Regions from separate parts of the Mus musculus genome. Here regions 2, 3 and 4 are each linked to region 1. The links are chromatin contacts, called in public HiChIP or PLAC-seq and promoter capture Hi-C maps. All regions are on one chromosome and are shown on one strand. The core of a region is the stretch at or near the end of the contact, and the rest is flanking DNA. Distances in the headings are between cores, read along the strand shown.

Evidence for each region. Promoter capture Hi-C pulls out the DNA fragments that hold promoters and counts their contacts. HiChIP or PLAC-seq counts read pairs in DNA pulled down with a chosen protein or histone mark.
Region 2: a contact with region 1 is called in an H3K4me3 HiChIP or PLAC-seq map of craniofacial prominence, with 4 times the contacts expected there. The contact joins the promoter of Psmb9 here to the promoter of Neu1 in region 1. A contact is called at or near these places in 4 of 39 promoter capture datasets (the 3T3-L1 cell line, embryonic stem cells, liver and 1 more), 3 of 115 datasets of contacts at active chromatin or transcription factors (bone marrow-derived macrophages, craniofacial prominence and microglia) and 1 of 9 other capture datasets (adipose tissue).
Region 3: a contact with region 1 is called in a promoter capture Hi-C map of liver, with 3 times the contacts expected there. The contact joins the promoter of H2-Oa here to the promoter of Neu1 in region 1. A contact is called at or near these places in 5 of 39 promoter capture datasets (hippocampal neurons, liver, maxillary cranial neural crest and 2 more).
Region 4: a FOXA1 HiChIP or PLAC-seq map of pancreatic cancer cells shows a contact between it and region 1. The contact joins the promoter of Ppp1r10 here to the promoter of Neu1 in region 1. A contact is called at or near these places in 1 of 115 datasets of contacts at active chromatin or transcription factors (pancreatic cancer cells) and 1 of 9 other capture datasets (adipose tissue).

The regions. Positions count from the first base shown.
Region 1 is chr17:34,929,851-34,934,314 of GRCm38.p6, forward strand. It overlaps Neu1 (neuraminidase 1), which reads left to right and starts at 1,403. Exons shown (of 6, transcript NM_010893.3): 1 at 1,403-1,697; 2 at 2,066-2,258; 3 at 2,716-2,978; 4 at 4,153-4,335; 5 at 4,433-4,464. The coding sequence starts at 1,557. Slc44a4 (solute carrier family 44, member 4) reads left to right here. Exons shown (of 21, transcript NM_023557.3): 21 at 265-586. The coding sequence ends at 386.
Region 2 is chr17:34,183,799-34,188,759 of GRCm38.p6, forward strand. It overlaps Psmb9 (proteasome (prosome, macropain) subunit, beta type 9 (large multifunctional peptidase 2)), which reads right to left and starts at 3,532. Exons shown (of 6, transcript NM_013585.2): 1 at 3,452-3,532; 2 at 1,932-1,999; 3 at 484-615. The coding sequence starts at 3,511. It overlaps Tap1 (transporter 1, ATP-binding cassette, sub-family B (MDR/TAP)), which reads left to right and starts at 3,758. Exons shown (of 11, transcript NM_013683.2): 1 at 3,758-4,607. The coding sequence starts at 4,082.
Region 3 is chr17:34,091,036-34,095,659 of GRCm38.p6, forward strand. It overlaps H2-Oa (histocompatibility 2, O region alpha locus), which reads left to right and starts at 1,344. Exons shown (of 5, transcript NM_008206.2): 1 at 1,344-1,493; 2 at 2,798-3,046; 3 at 3,273-3,554; 4 at 3,648-3,783; 5 at 3,968-4,199. The coding sequence starts at 1,412. The coding sequence ends at 3,971. BC051537 (cDNA sequence BC051537) reads right to left here and starts at 4,274. Exons shown (of 5, transcript NR_046183.1): 1 at 4,234-4,274; 2 at 3,949-4,078; 3 at 1,405-1,510.
Region 4 is chr17:35,915,601-35,920,250 of GRCm38.p6, forward strand. It overlaps Ppp1r10 (protein phosphatase 1, regulatory subunit 10), which reads left to right and starts at 1,596. Exons shown (of 19, transcript NM_001163818.1): 1 at 1,596-2,116. It overlaps Mrps18b (mitochondrial ribosomal protein S18B), which reads right to left and starts at 840. Exons shown (of 7, transcript NM_025878.2): 1 at 692-840. The coding sequence starts at 763. It overlaps Mir1894 (microRNA 1894), which reads left to right and starts at 2,289; the gene lies at 2,289-2,369.

The DNA of each region.
Region 1 (4,464 bases), core at 153-2,652:
GCCACCATGATGGTCTGGCATGTGATTTTTTTTTTTTTTTGTCTTGTTATCACCCTATGACATATACAGTTATTTATCCCACTTTGTGTGAGAAAAACAGGTTATACAGCCTGGTCTACAGCCAGCCAGGGAAGTTGTATCAAACTGCCTGAAGTGGCCCGGACAGGAAACCAGGATGTTTGGTTTATACACCCCAGATTATTTTGGGGTACAGTGGGGTGCCATTATCAGGATCCACCCTGACGGATCTACTTTGCCTCTCAGTCGAGGACCTGGAGAGAAATGATGGTTCCCAGGAGCGGCCTTACTACATGCCCAAGGCACTCCTGAAGATTCTGGGCAAGAAGAATGAGGCACCTACAGGGGGAAAGACCAGGAAGAAGTGAGAGACTCATCGTGACCTGGAAATGCAGCCCTCCTGTACAGAAGCCCTGCCGTCAATGCCTTGAGAATCACGATTTTGTAGAAAACAGATTTTATTAAAGACTAATATTTTATATTCTTGATAAGTTTATGGCTTTATTTTCAGTGAAAACTTGCTTCCTTTTTTTTTTTTTTTAATTAAAATCCAAATTGCTATCACACGATTCAATACCCAGTAAGAAAAACTTGTTCGGTGACTGAGGCCAGGAGACTGGGGTGTAACTCAGCTGGTAGAGTTTGCCTAGCATGGAAGGGTCCCCGGATTCTGTCTATAGCATAAGCAGGGCTGGGACACATGCCTGTAATCGGTACTTGGGAGGTACAGGCAGGAGCACTGGAATTTCCAAGTTATCTGTGTCTGTTTAGAGACAGAATTTTTCTGTGTAGCCCTGGCTATCCTAGAACTCACTCTGTAGACCAGGCTGGCTTAGAACTCAGGAAGGAGGGTGGCTCTTTTTTCATTCATTCGTCGCTTTTTTTTTTTTTTTTTTTTTTTAGCTTTTCAAGACAGGGTTTCTCTGTGTAGCCCAGGCTGGCCTCGAACTCAGAAATTTGCCTGCCTCTACCTCTGCCTCCCAAGTGCTGGGATTAAAGGCGTGCGCCACCACGCCCAGCTGCTTATTATTTTTAACCTAGTGATTCTAATCAGTGTTAGTCATGTGCTTAAGGGCATTGGGGTCATCCACTGGGACGTGGGGTACCATGGGCACACTCCTAAAGAAAAGTGCCTTTCTCTCCCCTAGCAGCCATCAACTGCCAAGATCTCCTCAGCTAGGAGTGGGGCTTCCCAACCCTAGGGACTCATACAAACTAGGAAGGTACTCTACCAACTGAGTCATATGCCATCCCTAACCTGTCTCTTCCACAAGGGGTCAGTGCCTTTCATAGCCGCCGGTTGCTTTAAAACACGCCCCGCCCCTTTCGTCACGTTCTGGCGTTAGAGCCAGTCAAAAGGCTCACACAGACTGGGGCCGCCTCTGGGTCACATGCTGATGGACTAATTGGAGTCGCGGCAGCGCGGGCTGCGGCCCCCAAGGGGAGGGGTCGGAGTGACGTGCGCGCTTTTAAAGGGCCGAGGTCAGCTGACGGCTTGCCACCGGTGACCAGTTCCTGGACAGGGATCGCCGGGAGCTATGGTGGGGGCAGACCCGACCAGACCCCGGGGACCGCTGAGCTATTGGGCGGGCCGTCGGGGTCAGGGGCTCGCAGCGATCTTCCTGCTCCTGGTGTCCGCGGCGGAATCCGAGGCCAGGGCAGAGGATGACTTCAGCCTGGTGAGCCTTGCTGCACCTGCAGAGGTGGCCACTGCCCAGCTCGGCCATCCCTCCGCGTGACACTCCTGCCCCTCCATCCCCTCCCAACACCTTTGCTTCCTTGGGCCCCTGGCTCAACTGTTATGGGGTCCTGCCCCTCATCCCTGAAGGTTCCTTCTCCCCTCGCAGCCTCTCCTTGCTCAGGAGCCTCCAGGTTCGGCCCATACTATCCTCTGGGCTCCCACCTCTTGTTCTAGGACACCCTTCACCCCTACTCAGGCTCCCCATTACCCTCTCTCATGGGAACCCTGGCTGGAGCCAGTACCTATCGGTCTTAGGTACCTTAAACCTCGTGAAGCTTGTCTGCATTGAGGTGTCCTTCTGCGCAGGTGCAGCCGCTGGTGACCATGGAGCAGCTGCTGTGGGTGAGCGGGAAGCAGATCGGCTCTGTAGACACTTTCCGCATCCCGCTCATCACAGCCACCCCTCGGGGCACGCTCCTGGCCTTCGCTGAGGCCAGGAAAAAATCTGCATCCGATGAGGGGGCCAAGTTCATCGCCATGAGGAGGTCCACGGACCAGGGTAACAAAGGCTCCCGGGTGGAAAGAGCGGGTGCTGGGTTGTATGGGTGATCGGGGTAGGGAGTTGGGGGTTCCCTTCATCAATGGAGCAGAGCCGAGCAGACCCCGGGGACCACTGAGCTGCTGGGCTGGTTGGGGTCAGGGGCTCACAGCGATCTTCCTGCTCCTGGCATCCGAGGCCAGGGCAGAGGATGACTTCAGCCCAGAGATAGAACTTTGGGGCTTGAGTCCCTAATGAGTTAGGGAAACCAGAGGATGAATTTTGTCCATAGTTTCTGTAACTAAGAACCAAGGTACTGAAAATGAGAATTATGTCTCAGGGGAATTAGCAGGAAATAATGTCAGAGAAAGAAGAAACATGGTTCTGGTGCCACATTGAGGTCCCCGGGGAGAGGCAGGAAGTAAACAACAACCCGTACAATTTTCTCTCTGCTCTTTTTTTTTTCTTCTTCTTCTAGGTAGCACGTGGTCCTCTACAGCCTTCATCGTAGACGATGGGGAGGCCTCCGATGGCCTGAACCTGGGCGCTGTGGTGAACGATGTAGACACAGGGATAGTGTTCCTTATCTATACCCTCTGTGCTCACAAGGTCAACTGCCAGGTGGCCTCTACCATGTTGGTTTGGAGTAAGGACGACGGCATTTCCTGGAGCCCACCCCGGAATCTCTCTGTGGATATTGGCACAGAGATGTTTGCCCCTGGACCTGGCTCAGGCATTCAGGTTTCACCCTGTGGATAGGAGGAGGGCAAGATCCCATGAATCAGATTTTTTTTCCTGAGTGGGGGCACCTTAGAAGGATGGCGTTCTGGAAGTTTCCATCTCGATTGTGGAGATGGAACTACCATTGACGTCTCACATGGAGACTGTCAACAGATCTGTCCTTAGCCTGTGCAGGGAAGAATTGGGTGCCATTGGGCAGACACGTACCTATATCACAATGCCCGGTGCCCAGCAGGGTCCATGAGCTCAGGTTAGAGAGACGTTCCCAAGGCTGGGTGGACACCTGCACTTGTCCAGTGGTGCATTCCACATGCATGTCCTAAGGGACTTCCAGGAAAGGGCAGTGGAGAGGGTGTAAGAACCAAGCATGATCTGTTTATATGTTTGGACATGCCATGGTGAAGCCCATTTCTTTGTATGCTAGCCAAAAATTTATTTGAGAACAAAAAAACTAAGGCAAGAAAATCACTGTGAGTTAAAGGCTAGCCTGGGCTACATTGTAAGTTCAAAGACAGGCTACCTAGAGAGATAATCTCAAAATGGGGAGGAGGACTGAAAAGATAGTATTGAAATTGGGGACATTTGCAGCCCTCAGGAGGCCAGGGCAGGCAGATCTCTGAGTTCAAGGCTAGCCTAGTCTACAGAGAGCATTCAGGCTACTCACAAGTAACCCTGTGTAGCATGCCTACAGTTCCAGCATCAGGCAATAGAATGAGGAGGACTGGGAGCCAAATAGTCAGCCTTGGCTACATAGAGCATTGGAGGCCATTGTTATTCAAATAAATATTTCGAATTTAGAGAGAGATTTTTTTCTTTTCTATTTTTTAAGATTTTTGAGGAGTGTCATTCAATGAGGGCCTTGTGCACAGGCAGCAAGAACTCTACCACCAAGCTGAGCTATACCTCAGCCTTTTTATATACTTTTAATTTTGAGACAGAGTCTCACTATGTCCCCAGGTTAGCCTTGAAGTGACTCTGTAGCCCAGGCAAACCATCTTCTGTGCTCAGCCTCCTGAGTAGCTGGGATTACAGGCCTGCCATGAAAAAGCTTCTTAATTTGGGCAGTGTCTGTGGGAGAACAAAAGGGTTCCAGTGTGTCGCACTGGGAGCTGCCAGCGCTCTGCCTGAGCTCCATGGCAGCACCTTTGCGACACCCACTTCCTCTTCTTAACAGAAACAGCGGGAGCCTGGGAAGGGCCGGCTCATTGTGTGTGGACACGGGACGCTGGAGCGAGATGGGGTCTTCTGTCTCCTCAGTGATGACCACGGTGCCTCCTGGCACTACGGCACTGGAGTGAGCGGCATTCCCTTTGGCCAGCCCAAACACGATCACGATTTCAACCCCGACGAGTGCCAGGTCAGGAGTCCATGGACTGTACCCGCCCACACCACCGCCTTCCCCAGCTCTGGCTTCCTCAGCCTCCCCAGCTTCTCCTGTTCTCTCCCCCACGCAGCCCTACGAGCTTCCAGATGGCTCGGTCATCAT
Region 2 (4,961 bases), core at 2,282-4,781, 740 kb before region 1:
GTTAGCCCATTGCCCTCTCTGCCAAGTCACGCTTGAACCAGCGGCTGCACAGATACCAGCTTCCCTCCCATGTGCCTAGGGGGGCCAGAGCTCCACAATGGAGGTCCTCGGCTCTTCACCTGCTTTTCTCTGCTCCACCTTCCCACTCCCAATGATAAACCCCTCCCTTGCCTCTAAGGGCCCTGCCCTCGTCGGTTAAAGCAGATGATAAGCTTGCTTCCGTCCCAGTGACCTTGATTTCTCCTGGCAACTGCCTGATATTAGGAGTGGGCCAAATGGCTGTCTTCTTCCTGAGTTCCTACATCAGGGCAGTGATGTGCACTTTTCAAGTCAGCACAGGGGAGGTGGAGTCACTACCGTGATTTCCTCTTCACAGACGCAGAACACTGGCTCCCAGACACTCCAGTGGGAGCTCAAAGCTGGCAGAGCCACGCAGTTGGGGAGTTTTAGCGGGAGGGGAGTCAGGACCCCAGGGCTTTGTACCCGTGTAGCTCCAGCTGGTAGGCGGCCATGTCAGCTATGGCTTGGGCATCAGCAGCGGAACCTGAGAGGGCACAGAAGATGTGCTGGTGCAGAGGGGAGAGCTTGTCGAACACGCGGTTCACCACTGCTGTTCTGTAAGGAAGAACCAAACGTTCAAGTTGGTTTAAAAAGATAATTGTAGAGCTTGCAATGCTTAGGTTAAAGCAGGAAAAAAAAAAAAGACATCTCAGATCAGTAAGTCACTGTAGTAATCAAAGTTAGATGTGCTTGGCTCTGTGTGTGTGTGTGTGTGTGTGTGTGTGTGTGTCGAGGGGAGGTGTAGCCCAGGTGGTAGAGTACCTACCTGGCACGCACAAAGCCCAGCATAGCATGAGGTGGGCATGGCGGCCATACTTGTACTCCTAGCACTCAGAAGGTAGAGTCAGGAGGAACAGGAGTTCAAGGCCAGCCTTGACTACATAGCAAGTTTGAGGTCAACCTGGGCTACAGGAGAGATCCTATTTTAGAGACTATACTCACAAAACACTAGACTTTTAAAAATAGATTTGTTTATCTTTATTTCATGTCCATTGGTGTTTTGACTGCATGTTTGCCTGTGTGAGGGTGTCAGCTCCCCTGGAACTGGAGTTACAGACAGTTGTGAGCTGCCATGTGGGTGCTGGAAATTGAACCCCGGGTGGTAAGGAAGAGCAGTGCTCTTAACCACTGAGCCATCTCTCCAGACCCAAAATATTAGACTTTTAAAGACTTATTTTTTTTTTTTATAACAAAACAACAAAAGAACACCTAGGCAAGAAAAGTGTGCTTCTATGGCAGGCAGTGGTGGCTCACGCTTTTAATCCCAGCACTTGGGAGGCAGAGGCAGGCGGATTTCTGAGTTCGAGGCCAGCCTGGTCTACAAAGTGAGTTCCAGGACAGCCAGGGCTACACAGAGAAACCCTGTCTCTAAAAACAAAAAGTGAAACAAGAGAAAAAAATTGCCTCTTTCCAGAATTTCCTTGCAGTTCATCACTTTGAGGGGCAACGGTGGTTCTATGGAACATGGCAGAAACAGCATGGATGTCATCCCAGTCTGACTTGTGTGTGAGCAAACTAGCCAGGACGGGAGACCAATCAAACTTACTTCAAACTCAGGCAAATGAGTGAGATAACTGCTTCAGAAAACCACCATTTATCTTTTATCCTAACTGCAGATAACACAGTCCATCTACAACCTACCCGTGTCCCTCCGAGATACTATTTCTTTATGTCCATCAAGCTACAAAATATTCATGAATGCCATGGATTCAGAGGCCCAGACGCCTCTCCATCAATGCATTATGATACTTTTTTGGAAAGATCAGCTTCATTTCTTGGAAGGTTATCATACTCCTCAGAAGTGGGCAAGAAAAATGTGCACTTAGGGCCACCAGCTTCCCTCCAACACACGGGCCTTTGACACTACTCACCCCGCTGACACCCGGGAATCAGAGCCCACCACGACACCCCCGTCAAACTCCACTGCCATGATGGTTGTCTGCAGAGAGACAGTACGAAAAGTCAGAGCTAGGAGCGTCTTGAGCCTCCATCTTAAGGAGGAGAAAATGTCCATGCAGGAGGTGACCGACTCAAGGTCACCCTGAAAAGCAAGGATGGTTCCTGGAGGCAGACACAATCTGCATGAGGAGAGCAAGAACTGAGAGGAAGGCCCAGGAAACCGGCCCCGCTGCTTGTGAATTGCGTACCACATGCATCATTACTGTGAATTACTGTGACACAAGACCAGGTCTTTCCTGGTCCTGGATCCCCCACCTGCAACCTTACTTTATCAGAAGGGGAGCCTTAGTGTTACTGAACAAGGGACACAGAGAGGCCGGGGGTTAACATGGCCAGGAGTCGAGACACAGAAGCAGCAAGGATCCTTCAGGTAGGGCACAAATTTCACTTAAGCGAAGTCTCTGCAGCCAGGGGAAAGGACTTCTGGATAGCAGAGTTTTTCCAGGTCAAGGAAAGAATTACGGATAAGTGAAGGAGGGTAGACACATCTACTTCCCCCACACCTTCTAGGTTAAAAGGCACCTTAGGAGACCCTTGGGTGCACTGAGAAAACTGACTTATGGAGACGAATGAGCTTCCCAAGTTGACTCAGGTCTCACTCTGAACCCTTGATTGATTTGATTTCTAAGTCCCACAGCTCCGTGGCAGCGAGGGAGACTTTTTCCAACCTTTCTGTCCACTCCATGTCGTTCTGATCTCCGGGGACCCTGCCCGCGAGTGTGCTTTCTGAGCACAAGTAAAAGGCCAGAAATGTCCACTTTGTTCCTCCACACCATGTTAACACTGTGGTTGGTGGCTTTTAGAGAGCAGAAACCAGCTGCCATCTTCCCAGCTCCTAGGTCTGGGCAAAGTTCTCAGGCAAGCATGGGAATGACGGTGTTGGGACAGGGTGGGGTGGAGTGTGCTGCAGGGCAGCACCTGGAACAAGGAGGACCACCGATCATCCCCATCTCCCCCTCAATCCTGGCGCCAGAGAGCTTGTCCTCACTCAGGGTGGGGGCTGTCTGGGGCTAGGTTAAGCAAAGATCTGTATGATGTGTAGGTAGGTCCTTTTCAGTGAGCCTCCATATTACCTTCTCTCAGGTGCTTCATCCAGGACACCTCAGCACCTCTTTTGCAGGGGTCCCCAAGCCCCTCACTTGATTTAGCCAGTAACCCCAACTGCGCAGTCTAGAGTGAAAGCGAAAGCGCTTTGGAGCAACTTCCCTTAGACGCTTCCAGCTCAAGCCAAAGAACGCACCTTCTCACCAGCTTCGCATGCGGATCCCTCCACAGACCCCTGGACACCACACTTCTGAGCAGGGATACCCTACGTTCACTGTGGAGCGCAAGCGCTGGGCGCTACAAGCTTCCTAAGTCTCTTGGTTTACTTCCAGAGCTTTAGGGGTCCCTGATCACTCCACCCGCTGACTCTCACCCCGAGACCCATTACCCCGGTGTGGACTTCTTCCGTCCGGAACGAGCCGGCGGTAGGTGCTCCTGCCCGCAGCATCTCAGCAGAGCGGGGCTCGGCTTTCCAATCAGCGGCTGCGCGCGGTGCAGGCAACTTGCAGACTGAGGCCCCGCCCCATCATCGCGCAAGGGGCGTGCCGTTCTACCAGCATTTGGCGCCCAGAGCAAACCTGAGCAGGGCAAATCTGCCCAGAGACAGGTGACGACAGAGGGTCCTGCCCTCAATCTGGGGTGGGGCCTGGGATGGGAAAATTCACGCAAGCAAGTTAAGGGGGCTGGGGAAGAAGAGGAGAATGAGATTCATGGAGAAGAACACGACAGGCCAGGGCTGCTAGGCAGAACTCCAACTACAGCTTCAGCGGCAGCTTCCAGAACAGCCTGAGCAAGCCAGTCTCAGAAGGAGGCGTGTCTAGTGATTCGAGGTCGGCTTTCGGTTTCTTCTTCCTCTAAACGCCAGCACTTCTAGTCAGCTCCACCAGCTCGAGCGGGTTCCCGGGACTTTACGCGCACGCCCTCGGACCCGCCCTTCTTCCTTCCCCACGGAGACTCCTGTGCAGCGCGGACGTCGAGAGTCCCAGGCTAGGACCAGACTCTGGACAGCTCACGCTCGATGGCTGCGCACGTCTGGCTGGCGGCCGCCCTGCTCCTTCTGGTGGACTGGCTGCTGCTGCGGCCCATGCTCCCGGGAATCTTCTCCCTGTTGGTTCCCGAGGTGCCGCTGCTCCGGGTCTGGGTGGTGGGCCTGAGTCGCTGGGCCATCCTAGGACTAGGGGTCCGCGGGGTCCTCGGGGTCACCGCAGGAGCCCATGGCTGGCTGGCTGCTTTGCAGCCGCTGGTGGCCGCACTGAGTTTGGCCCTGCCTGGACTTGCCTTGTTCCGAGAGCTGGCCGCCTGGGGAACACTCCGGGAGGGTGACAGCGCTGGATTACTGTACTGGAACAGTCGTCCAGATGCCTTCGCTATCAGTTATGTGGCAGCATTGCCCGCAGCCGCCCTGTGGCACAAGTTGGGGAGCCTCTGGGCGCCCAGCGGCAACAGGGACGCTGGAGACATGCTGTGTCGGATGCTGGGCTTCCTGGGCCCTAAGAAGAGACGTCTCTACCTGGTTCTGGTTCTCTTGATTCTCTCTTGCCTTGGTAAGGGAGACTGGGTGAAAGAGCAGGCCACAGGGGACAGGGCAATGGGCATTCCAGGCAGAAAGGGAGAGTAAAGTAGTCCCGGGAAGCGTCAGAGACACTAAGGAGGCAACTTAGGCGGAAAGAGAAGGACCCAGGCCCGAGAAGGGGTCCAGACAAGGGCGTTGGGGACAGGGTCTTCTGGGAGCAGAACTTCACATCATAGCCCAAATGTGAAGGTTTCTTTCCACACCGCCATCTTCTCCTCTCCTCTTCTCTCTCCTCTCCTCTCCTCTCCTCTCCTCTCCTCTCCTCTCCTCTCCTCTCCTCTCCTCTCCTCTCCTCTCCTCTCCTCTCCCCTCCCCTGCCCTCCCC
Region 3 (4,624 bases), core at 94-2,593, 840 kb before region 1:
TCCCCTCATTCATGCAGACATCTGCAGAGAGTACACTGTGTCCCCTGGAGTTGCAGTTACAGAATGTCGTGAGCAGCCTCTTGAGGGCGCTGTTTCCCAAACTCTGGTCCTCTGGCAGAGCAGCGTGGGATTTTAAGGCTGAGTATTTCCCAGCCTGCCCACCCACTGCATCTTTTGAGATGGCTCTGCTGCTGACCCTAAAGCCCTAGAGCTCACCTGTTTGGCTAGACTGGCTGGCTAGCCAGTTACACGGATCTCCCTGTCTCTGCCCCGCCACGGCTGAGGGTTTACAGACATGTGCCACCATGCCTGGCTTTTTCGGTGTGTTGGGAATCCAAACTCACGTCCTTGTGCTTGTGTGGCAAGCACTTTACCCACAGAGCCACCTCCGCAGCACCCGGAACGAGTATTTGTTACAAACTTCACTGAGCCAAAGCAACTCGCTGGAGCCAAAGTCGCAGACTTCTCAGACAGCGTCAAGCTTGAAAACCCTTGATTTCAGCCTCTTTGGAAGATGGCTGCCACAAGTTTGATGGAAGTTCTCTTTACCCATTTCTATTTCCTTTCTCTTTTTTGAGACAAAGTTTCTCTATGTAGCCTGGCTGGCCTGGAACTTACTGTGTAAACCAGGCTGCCATTGAACTCATAGAGATTCACCTGCCTCAGCCTCCAGAGTGCTGGCATTAAAGGCGTGGCCTGAATCTCTCTATTTACTGTATTGACTGAGTCCTTCCAGTGCCAGCCATTGGCTGAGTTCACCAATAGGCAAACGCTAGGTGCATGCGGACCCTGGTCAACCTCTGGCCAGCGTGCAAGAGGGTGTCTGGGGACTAGAAGGGACAAATGGAGACCACCAATGTCCTCTGCCCACCCCATGTCACTTGTAGGAACTGCCTGTAGTGTTCCTTCAGGGGGAGCATCTTCAGCCGTTACACAGTCTTCCTTACAGATAAAATAAAATAATGTTTTTGAAAATGATTTACAAATATAAGAGTTTCTATGCTGTGATTTATTATATCCAATGATCTCCCTTTAAAAGTTCTTAGTGTGTTTTGTTTTATATTTTACCCCCCAAAATTTCCAGAGGGACCCACAGGAAAAATCAGGTTCTATCATGGACCAGATGGAGGCTTTGCCCAGCATAGCCATTTGGTGCTCTGTGACTTCTCTGCTCCTTCCTGAAGCCCCTTCTTGAAAGGTGAAGTGACAGATGACCCATGGCCTCCACTCTCCACCTTCTCACCCAGACTCTTTACTTCCTTGCCCAGCAACAAACCCATTATCTCAGAGAACTGCTCTGATTGGCTGCTTACCGCAAGGGTCTTCCCCTAACCTGGACTCTGTTTCTTTTTACCTCGATCTTGCTCCCTTGCTTCCCAAACAGACGTTGTTAGAGCCACTCACCCCAGCAATGGTCCTTTTTGTGGAGCTGGTCCCGGTACTCCTAACCGCAATGAGCTTCCTGAGTCCCCGAGGAGTAAGGGCCATCAAGGGTAAGTGCTGGGGACACCTGGGAGTGGGAGAGTACAGCACAGGGGAAAGTGTCTCTCTCTGTGTCGGGTATATGGCAACTCCCTCCACCTGCAGACAAATCCCTGCCACCTCCATTGTGGGCCTAACCACTGGGCTGAGGCTGGGTCTCTTCTGGGCTTCTTTTACATTCAGAGCCCCCCTCAGCTCTTCCTCTTTTCTGAGATCCGTGCCCTCACCCGCCTCACTGCAGAGCACCCTGGCTCCTGAACCACTTCCTGGCTGCAACAAGCAGTTCTCATCCAGCTTTGTTGCAGTGTTTTGGTTTTCCCCGTTTGTTTTCTGTCACGCTGGGCTCATGACAGTCCCTTACATTCCTCAGAAGTGTAGAGCTCTGAAAGAGTCAGTGGAAATGTAGCCCTGACACCAGGAAACAGCACTTTGTCGAGGGTGAGACCTATTAATCAACACTCCCAGATGGAAGGTGGAATGTAAAGTTTGAATCTTGGGGTGTTTGTTTGTTTGTTTGTTTCTTTATTAAATTGGCTTTTTGAGACAGGGTTTCTCTGTGTAGCCCTGGCTGTCCTGGAACTTACTCTGTAGACCAGGCTGGCCTCAAACTCAGAAATCTGCCTGCCTCTGCCTCTCAAGTGCGCCGTTGCTGCTGCCAGGATTGAACTCCTGACTTTATGTCCTGTGTTATCTTACAATACTTTGGGAACTTCTCTCTCCCTCCATGTGTTAATGAGGCAGAGTTTCATTGAACTAGGCAGCCCACGCTGGTCTTGAACTTCTGATCTTTCTGTCTCTACCCTCTCTGTGCTGGGGTTGTAGGGATGTGCTGTCATGCCTGGCTTGTGGAAAGCGGCCCTTTTCCTCACCCTGGTCTCTGGATCATGGATATTATTACATCATGCTCCTGTCTGTCACTGTCCCTCACCCACTCCTATGCTAGCTTTCTTTCCCAAAAGCTCCCTTCAGTGCTTCCCCTTAACCATTTCCTCCTCGCCCCAAATTTACCATCTTACACACAAGGTCTGACAGGGTGGCTGCCTCTACAGCTACAGCAGATGATGGAGGCCTGGAAACCTGACACCATCTCCTGTGGGCTGTCTCTCCTTTTCCCAGCCTGCTTTGTCAGCTCCACCCATGCATGCAGTGGCCACGCCCCCTCTGCCCTCCCCCTTTCGTGTCTCTGGAACTTTTCAAGGGGCTGCTATGGCTTTGCAGGGCTGTCCTCACCCCACAGCCCAGGATGAGACCAGGCTGAGACTCAGAAGCTGAGACATGCTTCTCTCAGCTCCCATCCTTCCCTCACCCAATACAGCCGACCACATGGGCTCCTATGGACCGGCCTTCTACCAATCTTACGACGCTTCTGGACAGTTCACACACGAATTTGACGGGGAACAAATTTTCTCCGTGGATCTGAAGAACGAGGAGGTCGTGTGGCGTCTGCCTGAGTTTGGAGACTTCGCCCACTCGGACTTTCAGAGTGGGCTGATGAGCATTTCCATGATCAAAGCTCATCTGGACATCTTGGTGGAACGCTCCAACCGAACCAGAGCTGTCAGCGGTACCTGGCCCTCCCTCCACCCCACCTAACTAGGCAGGGAAGGTGATGGACAGAATCCCCAACCCCTCTTCAGAATCCTGCCCTCCCCTCCCCTCCTGCCCCAGGAAGATCCCAGAACGTTTCTGCAGGTGGCCACACGGGAGGAAGTATCCCTTAATCTCGGCTCTAGTAAGACCAAGAGCTGTGAGGGACGGGACTTTGGGATTTAGGTTCTCATTCCTCCTAGTGCCTCCCAGAGTGACCGTTCTCCCCAAGACTCGTGTGGAGCTCGGAAAGCCCAACGTCCTCATCTGCATCGTGGATGATATCTTCCCGCCTGTGATCAATGTCACCTGGCTGCGCAACAGCCAGCCCATCACTAAGGGAGTGGCCCAGACCAGCTTCTACTCTCAGCCTAACCACAGGTTCCGGAAGTTCCACTACCTGACCTTCGTGCCCTCTGCGGAGGATGTGTACGACTGCAAGGTGGAACACTGGGGCCTGGATACACCGCTCCTCCAGCACTGGGGTAGGGAGCACCCTGCCCCAGCCTGTTCACGTCTGTGTCTCCACTACTCCAGATCCCTTCCTGTGTCCTCTGACCCTTGCTTTCTTTCCTTAGAGCCCCAAGTGCTTACCCCACCACCGGACACCATAGAGACCCTGATCTGTGGCCTGGGCCTGGTTCTCGGCCTTATGGGCTGCCTCCTGGGCACCGTGCTCATGATCACAGGCACACGCAGGCCCAGTATCCGCAGGTGCAGAAGCCCCGGGAGTCTGTGGGCAAAGGGAGGAAGGCGTGGAGAGTAGATGGGGGACGCCGGGGGTGGGGGTTGGGGGTGGAGGAGACAGAGGAAGGGGGAGGAGCTAGAAAAGCGGGAATTTGGAGAAGTGGGTGTGCGAATGTGAATGGCTTCGGTCACCTGGGTTTCGCGACTTTAGGTAACTTCTCTTCTGAGAAACCCTTGAGAGATGATTCCTGGCGGACTTCTGGAAGCTTCTGCGTGCTCAGCGGCAGCCTGTGACAGTGTTGACCTCGAGTGGCATCAACCTCTGTTCACCAAATCCCAGGAGAACATTGTGGGCGCAGTCTCCTGCCCTGGTACCCCATTTCACTCACAGCTCCAGTGCCATCCACAGCTCTGGCAGCCGCACTAAATTCTCTTAAGAGTCCTTGCGTGTGTCCTTTTCACGGGGTCAGTACTTACAGGTCAGGGACGCCTGAGCATCAAGAGGAGTTCTGGGTGGTGACCACCCAGCGGGGCCACATTAGTAAATGTTTTTATGCCATCTCACCTGTGCCTTGTTGACCCATAGTGTGGTACGATTCAGGCTTCAAGGAAATGGGCACAGAGTATCCAATTATTGCAACTCCCCCAATCAAGGGCTTTTGTAGGGCAGCAGGGAGGAAGTCTCACAGGGACTCTGCTCCTACTTGAACACCACCTCTCTTTTGGACATTTCCTGGCATCCTGTGACTGACAGACAGCTGCCTAAGACGCAGCATGGCCACTTCCTTCAGTGGTGTGGATCACATTAGGCACTGGCAGGAGAACCCTGAGGTCTGAGTTGGACCAAAACTGCTTTCTGAAGAAACTG
Region 4 (4,650 bases), core at 346-2,845, 990 kb after region 1:
TTTAAAGCCACCAAGCCTGTTATTACTTCGGTGGTAACCTCTGTCACTACTCTGTAGTCCCATTTTAGGGAGTGGCGTCGAGACAAGCCTTCCTATTCCTCCCTGCCCTGCGGAGAACCTCCAGGGTGGTGAGTACCTGAGGCTAAAGGGCAATCTCAATCCAGAGAGCAGAATGATCTCAAGCATGCTCTGATGGGGAAATGACGTGTGACGAGGTGGAGTAGGACTAGTGTACTTGCTTTTAATTCCATAATCTGGGAGGGAGAGGTAGAAAGCTCAGAAAGTACCTATGAGACCAACCTGGGCTGTCTCCCGAACACCGGGGAAAATCCTTAAAATAGGGTCCTTTGCTAAAAAAAAAACAACAACAACAAAAAAAAACCAAACACGTCCTGGGTGCCACTTCAGGCACCAACGACCTGGTTACAAACTGCCCATTTCCACAGGGGCAACCCCACCATTTAGTTCTTTTGCCTAATGGTAGTCGGGAGACGACGATGATAACCCGTAACCCTGGCTCTGACCCGAACGCTCGGTAGTTAGAAATCGCGCGCCGTAGGGGACGGAGGCTGGTGCAGGGCTGACACGTAGACATGTGGGAAAACCCATGCCCCTTGACTCCTCCTAATGGAAGGAAGATCGAAAGTATAGACACCACGGGGAGGTAGAGAAAACCCCTCCAACGTTTTACCTGAGCTACATAGGAACTTCGTAAGAGTGTAGGAACCAGCTTTAGAAGCGTGTGCCGCAAGGGGGCAGCCATCTTGACGCACACCGGACGTACGGCCTGCCGGAAGAGCGACTGCGCATGCTCGGGACACGCACTAGGGTGGGCCAAGGACACGCCCCGCAATGCGGAAGGCGGCTGCTCACATGTCTAAGGGCGGAAGCGTCAAGGGGCGGGGTCCACAGACGCGAATTTAAACTGCGTCACAATCGAACCAGCCTTCAAAATTGCATTTCTCCCGGACCAGTCACGATGAATCCTAGATTCCATGGTTAGTGTCTAACATGAAAGCAGATTTGATTGCGATTTTAACCAGGGTGCTCCCAGTGCGCATGCGTCGGGCCGTTTCGGCCAACCGAGGGCGACCCCGGGTCGCCGGAGCGGAAGTGGTGGAGGCAGAGGAAAGGGAGGTGCCGGACGCGGCGATCACGCGCTGGCGTAGAGGTGATAGCAAGGAGACGGAAGAGGGGAACCGAGGGAAGGGGGCTTCGGGAAGGTGGAGGAGGGACGTCCAATCCGCGGGCGACCCGGCTCGCACGCTGGCCAATCAGAGTTCGCCTCGCGCACAATGTGTCCCGGCGAGGGCGGTTCTCCATCACGTTAGGGTGCGTTGGGCGGTGGCCGGGTATAAAAGACTCCGCCCGAGCGGGCGGCCGCCATTCTGGGGTTCGTTTAGAGGTAAGTTTGGGTGCTCCGTCGCTTTGGAGGGTAACGTTTTGCCGAGAGCGGGCCGGGGGAACGGGGTGGTTTCGGATTTAATGGGCAGCCACGTTTTTCCCTAATGCGGCTGCGTCCTGCGACAACTTTGAAACGTTTAAAGGCGACCCGTACTGATTACACCTTCCTCCTTTTGTGTTCCTTTTACCCCAGGTTGAATTTTCTCGGAGAAAGACAGGCCGGCCATCAGGAAAACAAACAAGCCTCAGCAACATCTAAACCCTTGAAAGGATCCTGAGAGGGGGGAAAGGGAAATCAGCCACCAGCCCAACCACTCGTGTCTTCTGCCCCTCCCCACCTATCTTGCCCACCCCACCAGCCCACGCTGCTTGGGACTTGAGATCTGTGGCCGAAGGACCGTCACCACATAACTTCAAAAATAATCAACCACCTTCCCTGCCCAAACCTACCCAATCTCACTCATCCAGCATTTCCGTTTTGGAATCCACTCAGACTTTTTTTTTCAACGACCCCCTCTCCCTAAATGGAGTTGGGCGGGGGGGAAATGAAAACTGAGTTGGTCTTTACTTTTTTTAAAAGAGACTTTTTGATCCAATGAGGCCCCACAAGTAACTGAGTTTGGGTCCTGGTTGGTTGCTTTATTTTTTTTCCTCCAAAATTTTACCCCTCCCCCCTGAGCCCGAGGTGCTGACGTCGCAAAAAAATTGGATAGTAAGTGTCGAATTTTCAAAAACCAGCCTTGAACAAGAAATCAACGTTTCCCGTTGTGAAACCAAAAATAATGAGAGGAAGAAATGAGACCATAGAACAAATGTAGAGTACTGGAGAGAAGGACCAATCGGGTCTCTTAAATCTCCATTAAAGGTCCTGTGGGTCTAAACAGTCTTTGTTCTCTCTCCCCTACCACCTGCCTCTTCCCTGCTGTGGAGCAGGCAAGGGAGAGGGTGAAGGGAGGGCCAGCCAGTGAGGATTTTGACGGTTAACCCTTGATAATCCAGCAGATTTCCAGACTGCCAGAGCATAAGCCTTTGCGATAATAAGGAGGAATGGTTACCTTCCTCTGGTTAGCAGTCTTCAAAAGGGTTAATGAGCTCACATACAAAAGATGGTGGATCTTGTGGCCCAGAAGTCCCACTTCTTTGTGTGTGAGACAAGCAGAACGCCTTTCAATTTGCCAGATTAATAAGCAATCTGTACATAAAGATTGCAGGGTAAGGAGATGGGCAGAGAAATATTAGCTGGCTATGTCTTTAAAGTGACTGTTAAATCCTCTCTATTTTAATGTAATTTGCTTGGGATATATTGTGTGGTTAAAATAGGTGGCAATCTAGGAATAAAGATTGCAAGACACTTAAATTTAGGGCAAAAATCATAGTAACAAGTACATACAATAACATTTGGGGAGGTAAAGAATGTCTTGTGATTGTTTCAGCTTGCATAGGTTATTTAAAGGCAAAAGTGATTAACATTTTAACTTGATACTTTTTTAGTGGGTGGTGGATACAGCTAAGAGGGTGGAAAGGTTGGGAAATGTGGAACTCAGGAGTATAATTTTAAAAGCCATTAGTGCATTTGAATGCTATCTTTCTAGAAGATTGTGTCGTTAAAAGATTTTTTTTTTCCTCCCTGCTTCAAATATGGCGACTTTTCCTTGCTTGTCCTTTTGTCTTGCAAGCGGCGTTGCAGGTTGTGTCTTGACCCATTTTTCTCCTGTCCTCCCCCCTCGGTCCTATTTGTTGAGGGGTCCAAGTCCTACCACTTGGCTTTTGTAGGGAGGATTGGGATGGTCGGCGGTAGTAAGTTGAATTTTAGTTGCAAATTCAGATTCTTATCCCGCAGAAAATTGTATATTAATTGATTTTATTTTCAGTAATAGGCTCTTAAACTGATTTAAGATAGGTCAAGTTGAGGGTGGTGGTCAGAGGGATGGCTTCTGTTTGTTTTTTGTTTTTGTTTTTTTAACTTAGTGCCTTACAGTGTTAAGTAAAGCTACCGGCAGATCTGCCCGGCCTTTTAAATTTTGAATCTTCTCCATAACAAAATGGCGTCCCTCTCCTTTGTTTTTCTCCTTTGCCAGTCAGCTTAGGGCTTCCCTAGACGCTTGGTCAAGGGGGTGGAGCCACCGTGAAAGGTGATGTAATCAGCTTGCTTCCTCTGAAGACTCCGCCCCCAAGCAGCTGTCTTCTCTCCCTTTGCAGATTGCTGTTGGGGAGAATACGTTTTGGGTTTTTTTTTTTTTTTTTTTTTTTCTTGTTTCTTTTATCTTATATGATAAATCTTCCAGGGATAAAAGCTTAATGAGCACTAGGGATGGAGGCTGTCCAGGTCCTTGTGTATGTAGCTCTAGGTTTTGTGTTAAAAGTCAGCCCATTGCCTTGGTTTCACCTTCCACTCATCACAACTGCTTGGACCTATTCCGTGCTTCAGTGGACAGGGGTGGAAAAAAGCTCAACCCCGACTGCTTTAGAGAGACTTGGGCAAGACGCAGGGCCTGAGGGAACTGCAGTGTGCCATGCTGTTCAGGAAGGGTCCTTACACTACCTGGGTATTGGTTGCTTTGTAACAGTCTGGGGAAAGGGTGGGTACTGGTAGGACTTTCTTGTAAACCATCCTTATTCTCACCTCTCAGTTTGGGGATAAACTCTTTGTGCTCAGTGCCATCACCTGCAGTTGCTTAGTTCCTGTATGTTGGCACTAGGATGAGAAGTGAATCTTTAGGAAAGGAGGCTGCAGTTTAAACTCGAGGCAGGGGGAGTCAAGCTACGGTTTCTGGTAAGCAAAACATTTCTGGTATTACATTTCACAACCTTTCTTTTTCCCAAAGAGCCACCTTTTCGAATTTCTTTTTTCCTTCCTTCCTAAAAAGAAATTCTGTTAAAGCATCGAGGAAAGGAATGTCCTCTTTTCCTCCCTGCTGAGTGCTGGGGCTGCCGTGCATGTTGCGAGCCACGCCCTCCAGGGCAGTATTGGGTGTCTGGTTCTTTATCTCTTTCCCCAGCTTTTTCAAAGTCAAGTCTTTGACAGTTTCTTCATATACTTTTCATTTTTTATTTTAAGTCCTGGGTGGAGTTTCTAGACAGAGTTTATAAGCCTTTTGTCCTGCTGTCCTACCGTGACTTGGGTACAGCAGGGCTCATTTTCTGCTGGGTGTGGATTCTCATTATTGCTTGGACTTCTGATTGAATGGGAGGGCCTCTTCCACATGTCTATTTACCACACGTCTTTTTTATCTTTTAAGCAGTTTG